Regions from separate parts of the Mus musculus genome. Here region 1 is linked to region 2. The links are chromatin contacts, called in public HiChIP or PLAC-seq maps. All regions are on one chromosome and are shown on one strand. The core of a region is the stretch at or near the end of the contact, and the rest is flanking DNA. Distances in the headings are between cores, read along the strand shown.

The links. HiChIP or PLAC-seq counts read pairs in DNA pulled down with a chosen protein or histone mark.
Region 1: a contact with region 2 is called in an H3K27ac HiChIP or PLAC-seq map of vascular smooth muscle cells, with 2.5 times the contacts expected there. The contact joins two enhancer-like sites. A contact is called at or near these places in 1 of 484 Hi-C or Micro-C datasets (nephron progenitors) and 1 of 115 datasets of contacts at active chromatin or transcription factors (vascular smooth muscle cells).

Annotation. Positions count from the first base shown.
Region 1 is chr11:44,151,901-44,158,689 of GRCm38.p6, reverse strand. No RefSeq gene overlaps it. Among named protein-coding and RNA genes, the nearest start is that of Gm12153, 200 kb to the right of the region's middle. Within about 2 kb of position 2,364, at least 37 of the 459 cell types and tissues checked have an H3K27ac peak or open chromatin away from gene starts, as enhancers often do. A contact at or near this core is called in vascular smooth muscle cells, where this site is marked.
Region 2 is chr11:43,994,859-44,002,102 of GRCm38.p6, reverse strand. All of the region lies in intron 1 of Gm12153 (a long non-coding RNA gene), which reads right to left. Among named protein-coding and RNA genes, the nearest start is that of Gm12153, 39 kb to the right of the region's middle. Within about 2 kb of position 3,017, at least 20 of the 459 cell types and tissues checked have an H3K27ac peak or open chromatin away from gene starts, as enhancers often do. A contact at or near this core is called in vascular smooth muscle cells, where this site is marked.

The DNA.
Region 1 (6,789 bases), core at 1,115-3,614, 160 kb before region 2:
ATGGGTTTATTCATTGATGGATGTATAGCTGAATGGACATTGTGAGGTAGTGGAAACTACCAGAAGAGGGGCTTGGGAGGCGGAAGTAGTCACCAGAGACATGTCTTTAAGGATAGAATTTGTTCAGAACCTCTCCGTCCAGGGTGATCTGCCTCCCATCAGACCACAGTGATGGTGCCAGGGGCCCAACGGCTAAGTGCTCTGAAATCCTGAATCAAAAGCGTCTTTCCTACTTAAAGCTGGGCTTTGTAGTAGTTTTTATCACGTGACAGACAGCTAACACAGGAGCTGTGATGAGTAATCTTTGTTGGCAACTTGACTAGATCTGGAATCAATCAGGATACAAGCCACCAGAACTTTTGTTAGGGACTTTCTGATCAAATTATTTGAAAGAAGATCTGCTCTAAATATTGGTGCTACCTTCTGGTGGCAGTGCAAATAAAAGGAGAGTTGAAAGAAAAGTTTGCTTTTTGCCTGCTTATCTTCACTCTTGCTGGCAAACTCGCCTACTTTGTTGGTGTTTCATTCTTTTCCTCAGGTTAGAACCAGCTTCTTCAGGCTTCCAAAGTAGACTGAAGATCACCAGCACCCCAGGAATCCTCAAGGCCTTCAGTGCCAGATTGGGATTGCTGAGATACCCTGGGTGATGGTCTGGACAACTCCCAGATTTGTTCCCTCCAGTGTGAGACAGCCATTGTTTGACTATGAAAACCTTATAGTGTAAATCAACCCTAATAAGTCCCCTTTACAATATATATCCTTCCCTCTTTGGCATTTTCACAGCTGAATTCTGTGAAGACACAGAGTGTCGCTCCAACTACCTTGCCTTAGTAAGAGACACAGGGAGAAGGCTGTGGGGCTGTGGCTATTCCTCAGGACATCATTTCCCCAGTTCTCTCTGCTGGCTGGAAACAATTAGGTAACAAATCAATACTAGGGGATCAATGTCTTATTCTACAAACTGTGGGACTTAGCATCAGACCTGGCCAAAGGAGACAGGGGAACAGAGCTGCCTAACAAGATCTGTCCTATGCATGGCTGAGAATATGTCCATGTTTACAGGTATTTCTGTTAATGTGCATTTTCATAATGTAAGCTGGATAGAGTGGCAGGAACCAATTAGGGCACTGTTCTAACTGGGAGATGGTGGGGGTTTTCTCAGCCACAGTGGAACTGGCATCACCGAATCAGAAACTTTACTCTCACACAACAGAGAGACAAAGCTTTGGCTTCTCTGTAGGATTTGCCTGTTGTTGGCCAGTGTTACTTGTCGATGATGCAAGTTTTCTCATTTAGCCCTAAGAATGAGAAGTCAAGGGATCCTGTTTTATGTCTGACACTCACTGATCAGGGCTGAGGCAGTGACTTAGTGGCTCAGATGCTTCCAGAGAATCACTGAGGACAGGAGTTTGGATCCCTAGAAGACAGAAACACTGGGTGTGGTAATATAGTCTATATTCCCAGCACTCCTCTGTGGAGCTGGGGAGTAAGCACAGAAGAATCCCCAGAAACTCTCGGGCCAGCTAGCTTGAAATACTCAGAGCAAAGCAACCAGGAAGGCATGTTTCAAATAACATGGAAAATCCCATGCACCCTGTGACAGATTGCCAGTGCTCACTTACACAAATATCCACACAAAGACATTCATCAGAGAGAGAGGGGGGGGGGTAGGGGGAGAGGGAGAGGGAGAGAGAGAACAGAGAAAGAGACAGAGACAGAGACAGAGACAGAGAGAGGAATCATTCACACATAAAACAAGCATCTCTAATCTCACACTCAGGATGCTGAGGCCAGAAGCGCAGAGTCAGGAGGAATGATTAAGGGAAAGCTCCAGAAATTGGATTTCTTTGACTTAGACTTTGAATCCACATTCCATAAAGAATAGTACAAGGAGGGGGCAGTTAAGGTCTCAGCCTCAGTTTCTTTGTTTATAAAATAAAGATAGTAATAGGATTTATCTCCGAAGGTTAATGAGGAGTCAATGACATAATTGTGCAAGGCCTTTGCTGATAAGTGATAGAAGTTATTGCAGGCTGAGTTGGTTAGCATAGCTGTTCTTGGGAAAGCAGCTGTTCATTATAGGAAGACAGGCTGTGTCATGGCATTTGCAATGACCTTTTTAACTATTAAAAAAAAAACCCCAGAACCTGAATCATGATTAATTTATGTGCCATGTTTATGAATTTACATGCTAAGCTTTCTCCACTCTGGGTCTTTGAGGAGAAGGAGGGTCAGTGACACAGAAAATTTGGATGTACCGCAAAATGAACACTTTCTGAGCCTTCATTTGGTTGAGATCAAACAGCCTGGCCTCTCTGGTAATGAAGCTCGGGCAGGTCTCCAGGCCACCCTGTAGTGCTCATAGATTCCCCACCCCCACCTCACATACCACAGGAGTGCGATGGCAACAGTGCTGGGGGCAGCCAGGGGCATGTTCTTCCAGGAAACTTGCCAGGAAGATAAAGAGAACATTCCAGAAGCCAATATGCCGCTCAAATGGCAGGTCACTTCATTCTTAAATCTCCTCATTTCCTGATTGGTGACAGAGGACACCAGGGTAGACAGCCTTGAGTTGGTGGAAAACGTGGTTGCCAAGCAGAATTAATTCTCTTCAGAAGCTGCAAGTTGACATTGGAAAAGACAGTTCTGTTATATGAGAAAGAATTTGTTCCAAGCCTTATTCAGCCGGTTCTGGAGTGTGTGTGTGTGTGTGTGTGTGTGTGTGTGTGTGTGTGTGTGTGTGTGTGTGTGTTTGTTTGCATACACCCATGTACATGTGTGCAGACTCCTAGTCAGGTAGATCTTGTATGAAAGGGACAAGCAATTACAAGTTCCAAATTACATGACTCTGTCGTCTGAAATACAGCTCCAGTTTTTTCCCAGGAGACACAGAATAATTTCCCCACCTCCCGGCATTCTGTTTCCTAGTTGTTTGACTTTACCCCAGAAGGCACTGAACTCAGAGATGAAGTTAGGCAACTCTGCAAATTTGTTTACTGCAAGGCAAGGATTAGAACTTGACCTCCATTCAAAAATATACATCCAGCTCTTTTTCCCTTTTCTCTTTCTGCCACTATCTCCCCCCACTCCCAATAAACCTCTCACAGGTAGAAAAAAATAAAAACAAAAACAAAATATACATCCATACTCTTGAGTCCATGTGGAAAGGAGCTGTTAGCATCTTGTGTAGCTGTAAAGCAAGTATCAATGGGGCACATGAAAACTGAAGGAAGAGTCATTTTGCAAAATCCTACTTTATATTTTTAAAAGAAGATATAAGACATTTCATTTTAAAAACTAGGATGCAGGATATTGGTCATTATGGAAAAAAATAAAATGATGAGAAAAAAATATGCCCTGCCAGTACACAATGTGAGGAGTTGGGAGAGAGAGAGAGAGAGAGAGAGAGAGAGAGAGAGGAATATGAAAGAAAGGGTGCAGATCATGTGTGTGTGTCAGATGTCCCCCAAGTGTGGCATCAATCCCTATAACCTGCCACAGTGGTGAAGGCCTTCTCTACCTGTGAATTGAAATCAGAATGCTGTAGCACGGGGCCCTTGCTCTGTAGTCTAGTCAAACGTAGTGAGTGGTCTTATACAGTCCATGGTCCTGCCGTGCGGGATAACTGGAAGTTCACCATATTCTCTTGAGTTGGGAATGGTGAGGGGCTGTTTGGCTTACTCTTCAAGGAGATACCACTGAATGGCAGATGGTAACAAATCCCTGCTCCTCTCTCTCCTTCTTCCTCCCTCCTTCCCTCCCTCCCCTCCTTCCTTCCACATTTTGAGGCAACGTCTTGCTCTTAGCCCAAACTGGTCTTGAGCTTATAGAAATCCTCTTGCCTCGGGTCCCAAGTGCTAGGATTTTAGTCATATACCACTATGTGACTGGAGTTTCTTTATGTATTTCTGCCTAATTGTGCTTGTTACAATTACCGGGAAATACTTTTTAAAAGACGTACAAAGGATAACAAAATATTCCATATGCAAAAGTAGAATCAGTCACAGAGGAGGAGCCAGGAAAGAGTCTCAGGAGGGAGTCCTGAGTGGAAGCAGGCAGAGTTCCAGGAGCAGGGGGCGTGGCCTTTAGATCCCCTCATCCCCACCAGGCATCTTTCTAAGGTGCAAATACACCTTATTATACACAGCAAAATACACACATCTTGGGAATCATGTATATTTTAAATCAATTACACCCCCATAAAGCCGCCACTCCAGTCAAGCCACAGGCTACAGATAGATATTTGTTCTTGTTGTTATTTCTTTGAGGTTTGTTTTGGTTTGGCTTTTTGAGACTGGGTTTCTCTGTGTAGTCCTGGCTGTCGGCGAACTCACAGAGATCTGCCTGCCTCTGCCTCCCAAGTTCTGGGATTAAAGGTGCACATGCTATGTTCATAAACAACTACAGTTCACTGCCTCTGCTGAGCAAGGCAGCCCAGGAGGAATGAGTAACACTATCAGCACTTTCATTCCTGACATTCCAATTATTGGTTTCTTTGGTGCTATGATAAATAAATGTACTATAAATGTTCTTTCCTTTTAAAAGATTTATTATTTTTTAACAATATGTGTTGGGCCCCATTTTGGCCCTGGTTTGGGCCTTGAGGACAAACCCAAGCCTGGCTCCAGTTTCAAGACCTGTCTCCGTCACTTCCATATTGGGGTGACTCAGCAAGACCTGTTTGACCTGCCTCTGCCCTGCTGTTGTTGATGTAGAGCTTTGCCATTGGCCCTGTCAGTCACTCCATACCCCCCTATCACCCTTCCCTGCCTCCTATGTCATCTTCAGCCCACCCAATATCATCATTCACCTATATTATCACCCCACTCCAAATCCCCCTCCCTATGTTCTGAACTTATATAAGTGAGAGGCTGATGCCATAAACTTCCTGCTTCAACAAGACTCCGGGCCTCAACACTCACCATCCAGCTCAGCCCCGGAGAGACTCTGGCAGGGAAGTGACCTCTCTCATCTCGCCTGGACCTGCCAGCAAAGAACCAGCAAATATGGATAATTGACAGAGACCAAAAGCATTAGATCTTCCTGGAACTCCAGTTATAGGTGGTTGGGAGTCACCTAAATGCCAATGTTGAGAACCAACTCAGGTCCTCTGCAAGAGTAATACATGCTCTTAACTTCTGTGGCATCTCTTGAGCCCCCAAGAAATGTTTTTAACTTATGAATAGCATCTGAGTCTGTGTGAGGACATATGTCATCTGTGTGAGGGTAACTGTGGAGGCCATAAAAGGATGTTGAAATTCCTGGAGCTGGAGTCACAGGTGATTGAAAGACTACAGGATGTAGGTGCTCGGAATTGCACTTGGGTCCTCTGCAATAGCTGCAATTGTTCTTAAGCACTGTGCTATCCATTCAGTCCCTCCCCCAGCACACTTCATGGAACCCATGCAAATACTATGATCCACACTGCACAATGTCAGTGTTTTTAGTTTGAGAATTATAGCTCATTGTGTTTTCAATTTGTATTTCTTTGATGACTAATAACATAATTCGTTATCTTTTGGGGTGCTTATTGATCATTCAAAAATCACAGATATTTCTTTTGTGAAATGCTTAAGTCTTTTTGCATTAGGAAGTTATGTATTTAGGGGAGCAATCACAGAGCTTTGTGTGTGAATTTGATAGCTACTGCAGGGAAAAGTGTCAGCTGTCTTTGATAATGTGAGTCTTGGTTGGCTGACCACATGGCAGGGCAGGCTATACTCCTAAGATGTGCTGGACAACATACAAACTGGACCCAATACAAAAAGAATAAATGGCAAAAAACCTTCAAATCTGGATGGGAAGATGATAGAAAGGGTGTTTATGGGAGGAGATGGGGGTGGAAATATTCACAGTACACTGTATGAAATTTTCAAAGAATTAATAAAAACATGGTTAACATTATTTTTAATGAGATGGAGAGATGTCTGCAGTTAGGAGCACTTGTTGATCTTGCAGAGGACCTGGGTTTGAGTCCCAGCACCCACATGGTGGCTCACACTCTGTTCTAGAGTATCCCAAAGCCTTCCCACTTCAATAGGCACTGTATGTATGCAGTGCATATACATATATTCAGGCAATGCAATTTGTATACACAGAATAAAAATAAATAAATAAAAATTTAAAAAACTTTGTAACATTTAAAACGAGTTCCTTTCTGAAATATCATTGAGCAGATCATCCTGCTTATGACTATTGTAAGGTTTTATTTCTCTTAATCATCCTTTTTTGTTTGCTTGCTTTTGAGATGGGGTTTCTCTGTGTTGCTCTGGCTGTTCTGGAACTTTCTCTGTAGACCAGGCTGGTCTTATATCTCAGAGCTCCAACTGCTTCTCACTCCCAGGTGCTGACATTAAAGATGTGCCCAGCTCAGATACAAATTGAACTGTAGACTGTATAAAAGACTAGTTGGAGATTGTAGTGCTTTAAATGAGGTGTCTCCCACAGTCTTGGACATTTGAACAATTGTTTCCAATTGATGGTACTGTTTGAGATATTTAGGAGGTGTGGCCTTGTTGGAGGAAGTGTGTCACTGGAGGTGGGCTCTGAGAGTTAAAAGATTCGGGCCATTTCTGGATCCCACTCCCAGTTTTATGCTTGTGGTTTAAGATGTGAGCACTTGGCTTCCTGCCCAGCCATCCAGCCATCATGCCTGTCGCCTGCTGCCTTTATTCCAGTATCGTGAACTTTAACCCTGTGGAACCATAAGCTCAAAAATCACATTCTTCTATAAGTTGCTTTGGCCATGGTGCTTTCTCAAAGAAGTAGAAAGTAGCTACTAGTGATATA
Region 2 (7,244 bases), core at 1,768-4,267:
CTGCCATTCCTGCTTAGTGTTCTGGCTTGAATAGGTGCAAAGAACAGCTATTTCCCAACAGCCACACCTTACTGCTTCATACACTTGCAGACTGTTAATAATTCACTTTTGGGGCTTGGCTTCTTCGTCCACTCATGTCAGTATCTGTCCTTGGTCACCTGGAATAAGAATAGTTTCTTAGCTGGGCGTGGTGGCGCACGCCTTTAATCCCAGCACTCAGGAGGTAGAGGCAGGCGAATCTCTGAGTTCAAGGCCAGCCTGGTCTACAGAGTGAGTTCCAGAACAGCCAGGGCCACACAGAGAAACCCTGTCTGTCTCATAAAACCAGAAAGAAAAAAAAAAAGAACAGTTTATTTTGGAATCTAATGGTCCTGTGCAGTTTGCAAATGTTTTCATTTATATGATTTTTGTTTTTTGTAAGGATGAGCAGAGAACTCCTAACAAGTGTCCAGGCTGCCTTTAGACAAACACTGTCCTTAACCCTGAGCCCCACCCACACTGTACTCTCAACTTTAAACTTTAAACTTGCAACAGATGCAAACTTTCAGAATACCATTCAAATGTAGTTCAAAGAGACCCTTCCCCTAAAATAGGCACTTTGGTGACATTTAAAGTCTTTTTACACTAGCGTGTGTACTCATAGTGATCCTGTACTTACAGTGGGTTATGACAGAGAGGAAATAAACCTGGAAAGCCACAGAAGAATCCAGAAAATTTTCCCTAGGCCAGATCTGTACAGCATAAAACATTTGACCCTAGCTGAGAGACTCAGTAACAATTAACATATTTGTTGTTATTGTTGTTGTTGTTATTGTTGCTACTTTCACAGTCAGTAAAACTCTTACTATTACAGTTAAATTGCTCAGCAAACACTAACCCGACAAATAAGTGCTCCTTCTGTGCAATGTAAGCTCTGATGACGATGTTTTCATGACTACCCACAAACTAAGCCAATCTTTTTGTTTTCATTCATGCTAAGTATCAACAGATGTTCTCTTAAAATATTCACAAGCTGTACCAAGGGGAAGGGTTAGATGGCTAGTAAATCCTAGCACAACAGGAAGAAGCGGAAACTATTTCTTTTGGGGTAATGGGCACAATGCTGTAGTGGGATTTCGTGGAATATCATGCATCCTTGGCTAACTCAACTGACTTTCCTCCCTCTAGTGAGGAAAGATCCTCCAATCAGCAGCTGACTTCCTCAGGGATTTGGGGAAAACTTCTTCCCCCCACCCCCACCCCCACCCCCACCCCCACCCCACTGTGTGTTCAGGTGCTGAGCCTATGGCGTCCTGAACTCATAGCTCAAGCTTCCTACTTCTCCCTGGTCTCCAATTTCTTTTTTCTAGCATGCCAGACTCCCCCCCCCCCCAAAGGGTTAGGCAAATGCCAGAAAGTTTGCTCCAAAAACACTATACCAAAGAATACAGCCTCAAGGTGAGTTATGACTTCTACAGAACACAGATCTCAGCTTCGTGCTGAGTCCCTGTCTAGAAGGAAGTCACTTTGAAGTTTCCATGCTGCTCAGAACTCACCCTTCCATCCATTGCCTAGACTTCCCACCTGGTTCCTGATCCTCTAGCTTTCAAATTCTGTGTATTCCTTGACTCTACAGTCTGTTCAGACTTCCCACCTCTAGAGGTTTCTGAGGTATGTCTTGCCCCACAGCCTAAGTGTTCCAGAGGCATGTGAGTGCTCAAACCCAAGAACTTGACCTAGAGAGTTGGGGAAGACTCACATCTTCCTTCTGCCATGATAAATTCCCAGGCATCTCTCATGAAGGCGGATTGGAGAAGTCTGGCTACAAATTGCTGGTTAAGAAATAGGTCACAACTTGCTGTAAATAGGACCCTGATTGTCCTGATTATTCCGGTCCATGGCTTCAGCACTTTCCCACACAACTGTAGCTACACACACCCTACTTTTCTCCTGATTAGCCCTCCTTGTTAGATGGGAGACATTGAATGGGAAATGGCTGGGACATAGAGAACTGAAGTGTTCATTTTCTCCTCTTACCCTCACTTGTAAGGAGACGGCGTGATTTCTTCTGAAAACATAGAGGAGAATGTAGAGGGGCTTTTTTTTAGTCCCCAAATTAATATAAATTATGTTAGAAGCGAAATCGAGTAGAAAGAATGGAATATTTTCTTCTAACTCCTGCCCATACTCACATGGTCTCCTGCTGCCCTCGTTCCCCTCCGGCATGGTCCAGGTTTTATGAGCAATGAGTCTGCATTGACATATCATAATCACCCATGGTTCATGCTTTACACTAAGGTTCATTATTGTGTTGCACATTCTGTGAGTGTTGATAAATACATAATGACATTTTCCTACCATTATGGTACCTCACCTAATAGTTTCATTACCCTAAAAGTTTCCTAAACTCCATATATCCATTCATCTCTTTTCACATGGAAACCCCTGAAAACCACTAATCATTTAGTACTTTCATAATTTTGCCTTTTTCTGAGTGTCTTAGAGTAAGAATCGATCTTACAGTCTGCATCCATTCCCACTTAGATTTTGCATTCAGTAATATGGATTTAAGCTTATCCATACCTTCTTATGACTTCAAAGTTTATTTCTTTTCATCACTAAGTGCTTTGTCATAATCTAGATACATGACAGCTGCTTATCCAGTCACATAAGGAAGGGTATTCTGTTTATTTCCAAGTTGGGATAATTACAGATAGTCATTACCAATATCTTAAGAATGACATCAGCCAGGACAGACTCTGTTGTTGCCAGGGTAACAACTCCCCAGATCTCCACAATTTAAAAGCGCAAAGGTTTTGCTGCTGGTTTCTGTTTTAGTTTTAGTTATTTTCATCCATTGTAACTTTTTGATGAATGGGAGTAAGCTATAGTAAAATCATATATAGCTCAGAGTGTCAGATACATAACCAACCCAAGACTAACCAAACACGTGAACCTGTAGATAAATTACAGGGAACTTGGAATTGGTACCTCTTTTTGAGCTCTATTCCCCAAAGACTGACTCAGTAAGCTAGGCAGTCACCGGGTTCAAAGGATAGCCAACAAATGGAAGGAAGGAATAAAGGAAGGGAAGGCGGGAGAGAAGGGGGGATGGAGGGAGGGAGGGAGGGAGGGAGGGAGGGAGGAAGGAAGGAAGGAAGGAAGGAAGGAAGGAAGGAAGGAAGGAAGGAAGATTGAATATCTCCTTGTGGGAAGGAGGATGCAGGCTAACATCCCAAAGTCATTTTAAGGAGACATTTTGTTCTTCTCTGAGCCTCTTGGGGAAATGACATGGTGACTAAAAGAATTGTTGATATGTGTTGTCCTTCCCCATTAAAAGGAGCTAAAAAAGCCCTGGGCACCAAGATGTGAACTATTTCCTTCAGGGTAGAATAGAGGCACTAAAAATAGCCTTGGAAAATAAAAAGTTGTAGAGGTCCAACAAGGAAAACAAATCAGAAATAAAGTTGGCACTGAGAAAGAAGACAAACCCTCACAGGCAGTAGGAAAAAGAGGCTATTAGCTTGAACACATAAAAGCAGGTACATTTTTCCCACCCACGGAGCTGCTGGCTGGCATTCCTGCCGTGTAAATCAGCCTCTGGAGAAAAGGAAGATGAGTCAGAGTCAGCCAGGTCGGATTACGTTGTGCCAGGGCACCAAACAACTCCCCAGATCTCCACAGTTTACAAGCTCAAAGATTTTTTCTTTCTCCCTCGCAATGCGTGCCCAGCGTGGACTCAAGACACCCAGGTGATGGGGGTTTCACTTCCTTTTAAACAGAGGACAAAGGTGATGGATGTACTGTTTTGCAGCTCCCCGGAAGTATGGCACATCGTTTCCCCTTTCATTTCATTGGTTGATGCAACCACATGACCAGGGATCTCAAAGTAGCATGAGAGCAAATCGTACCATGTGCCCGAAGAGGGGGGAAATGTTAACTGAAGTAAACAGCTCTGCTGTGGTCTAGGATAAGGAGCCTAGGGAAAATCAGGTAGAGAGAAGAGAGCCGAACAGCAAGTTGGTTTCCTAGCTCTCACCCAAACAGGCAAGAACAGCAGCCCCTCAACCCTGTCCCCCTGGCATAGCTATGACTTTACTTCCTGCAAGGATATCTCAGGGTAAAGAGCCAGGATCATTGAGTCAAGCTGTCATTTGGTCATGTCAGGGACACACCAGTTGTGTGACCTTGCCTGATGCAAGTTATTTAATCTCTCTGGACCTCACCTGAGCTGTGTTAGGTGGATGCCAACAACACCTATTTCACCTGGTAGTTGTGAGAATGAATCATACAAGTGAAATGCTTCAGATCACAGCTGCTCAAACTGGCCTTTGCCCGTAAGCTTTCAAGAGACTGCTAACCCCTATTTCTGACTCAATTGGTCCTAGATGGGGCCTGAGTTCATGTTTCTAATAAGCTGGTGCCAAGGTGACTGGGCCACGGACTTTACATTAGAGCAGAGAGTACTAAGCATAGTTGATAAAAAATGTGTCCTTAAATCTATTCAAGAGACTCCAATAGTTCTTGTCCCCTATGTCAAGAATAGAAGTTACAACTGCCTCTTGGTGCAAATATCCACATCATATGCTTCCAGAGAGAAATGCTTCATGAGGTCTTCTTGGTTAACAGCATAGGTGCTAAAGTCAAAAGACCCAGTTTCTAACAGAGCAATGTCACATGTAAGCCATATAACCAAAATAAGAATTTCCTTTCCCTTCTGTGTGGACATCTGTGAACAAATAACACAGACCCACCTGTTGTAACTCCCTAGATTAAAGATCTCCAGGGAAACACAAGGTTTTTGTTAAGGTTGTTATGCATTGGCCTGGGTGGGAAAGTTGACCTGGCCCATTTATACCACCTTCTTATCGTCTTCTCTATTGTCATGTCCCATCACAGAAATATGAGTGTATTTGCTAGCAAGAAGCCACTTTAGACAAAGTTGAAGATATTAGGTGATGTATGATACTTATATCTATAATATACACATATGTATATAAGTATATGATATTTGTATATACATACATACTTATACATATGACCTTTTTGAAAACTAGAAACAAACAGTTCAGAAACAGATCTAACCTTGTTGGTATTGGAGAAGAAATTGGATACGAAGTAACCCTTTCTCTGGTGCTGAAGTGTAAACAACAACAACAACAAACATATAAGCAAAGCAATGAGCACATACTAAGTGCTCAATAAATAGTTACCAATGAACCCCAAAGAGATATTATTTCTCACAGGTAGAGGAAAGAGAACATGGGAGAGGGTGCCTTTAGGATCCCCCAGAGGTAAGAAAGGATCAAGGGTGTCCTTAGCAATTTTCTACCTCTTCACTTATCTTCCACTTTCTCAAAAAAAAAAAAAAAAAAAAAAAGTTAATTCATGCACCAGAGAGTACAATCAGAATTACTCAATAAAAGCTGAGCTGGGACAGTTGACAAGATCTCCCCTAGGCCTTATAGAGGCAGCTCAGTAGGAACTCCTCCAGCTCCATAGTCATCCAGGAATGTCCCTTTGAATACAATGTCCCTTTGAATACACTGTCTGAAGAGTCTCTCTCAAGCCAAAGACTCTGAAGGGAAATGATGGCTTTTCCCCTCCTTCCTCAGCCTCTCACCTGCTGGGGGAATGTGGGAATCCTGTCATCTTCTGGGGTCTTCATTTTCTTAGGTGAGGATGGGGCAGTAACATTGCTTGTGACTGCTTTACTGAGAGGAGCATATGTAAGCCATCACAGATCTGAACGCACTCAAAAAGTGAAGCGCACGTTTCCCAGGCAGAGTGTAATTATTCATTTGAGAAAGAGGCCTGACGCCACACAGGGCATACGAGTTAGACCCTCTTTTAATCACAATTCTGGTGTCAGTTCTAATAGCACAGGTTTTCACGCTTGGCTCCTCGACCTTCACCGGAGCATTCAGGTTTGTCAATTATGGCCAGTTCAATTGGGTTTTCACAAGAGATGGATTAACCAAACCACTCCAAACCCACTGTCATTGACAGGCGACAGAAGCAAGGTTTTATGGAATTCTTTTTACCCTAATAAATGAAAGTTATTTTTAAAAATATTAGAAAGGGTTAGCAGAGTTGAGAATTTGTCTCTGAATGGAAAAACAAGGAAATTATTATACCTAGGTATGGTGGGGGAGAGAGAGGGTCTTTATTGTAGGTCTGAGCCAAAATACTACCAGGGGCATTTAGAAGAGTCCAAACGGAACTGGTCCATCACATTGAGCTAGGTTATAGAGTGGCAAGGGTTTGAGAAAGAAAGAGAGGGGCAAAAGAGAAGCCAAGAGAACAAAAGCCACACAGACAAAATTGCTGGGTTATAAAGGAAAGAGAGGCTTGGGGAAGGAAAGGGAAGCACATACACTGTTTAAGTTTAGGGTAAGATGCTGGTACACCAGCTAGGATAACTCTGTAACAGGTACTTAAGATGCTGAGAGATCCTGGGAGAACCTGGTACTCACTGTCCTCTCTGATATGTTAAATAGGCCATTTGTCCTGGGTTTCTTTGAGATCTGACATTCCAGCCTTTTTGTTGTTGACAACATAATCTCTTCTATAACTACCTCCTGCTGAAATTGGGAATCCATTGTTGGGTCCCAGGATGGCTGGAATGATGGCCAAAGCCAAGAGAGAAAAAAGTGCAGGCTGGGGGACAACTGTTTAATCACTGTCCAGGTTCTATGGGACCACCTGGGGCTAGGGAAGTGCAGACCACTTTGGAGCAGTCTGTGATGTTGGACCACCTACAGCTAACTACCTTGGAACCATTTTGGATGTAGGGGCTCAAGTTGGTTGGGAATTCTGTCAGAAGCACCTAGAGCTTGAACATTTGGAGTAGTTTGCAGTCTTCAGTTGATTGGAAATCTGTTTGGACAGGTATAGACCAGGAACAGAAAATAAAGTTAAGGAGTTAGGGAAAATCTTTATCTTGGGTGTACACTTGAAACTTATGGGCCTATCATCCTGGTAGTTGGGAGAGGGGAGGAGTCTCAAGATCAGGGGAACAGAAAGATTCTGCCTTTAGGAATAGGCAGGTGGAAAAACTTAAGTTGTTGACTGAGAGGAATAATTTTCTGGAGTCCATCTGACCTGTGAGAGGTAGATCCAAGAAAACTCCCTGAAGCTTACACGAACTTTTTAAGTTTACAAGAGAGATAAAAGTTTTAGCTATATTATTATACCTATGAGTCTACTTTCTCTACAATGCGGATTACAGTATGGGTTATGAACAGAAAGGCATTTCCACAAAC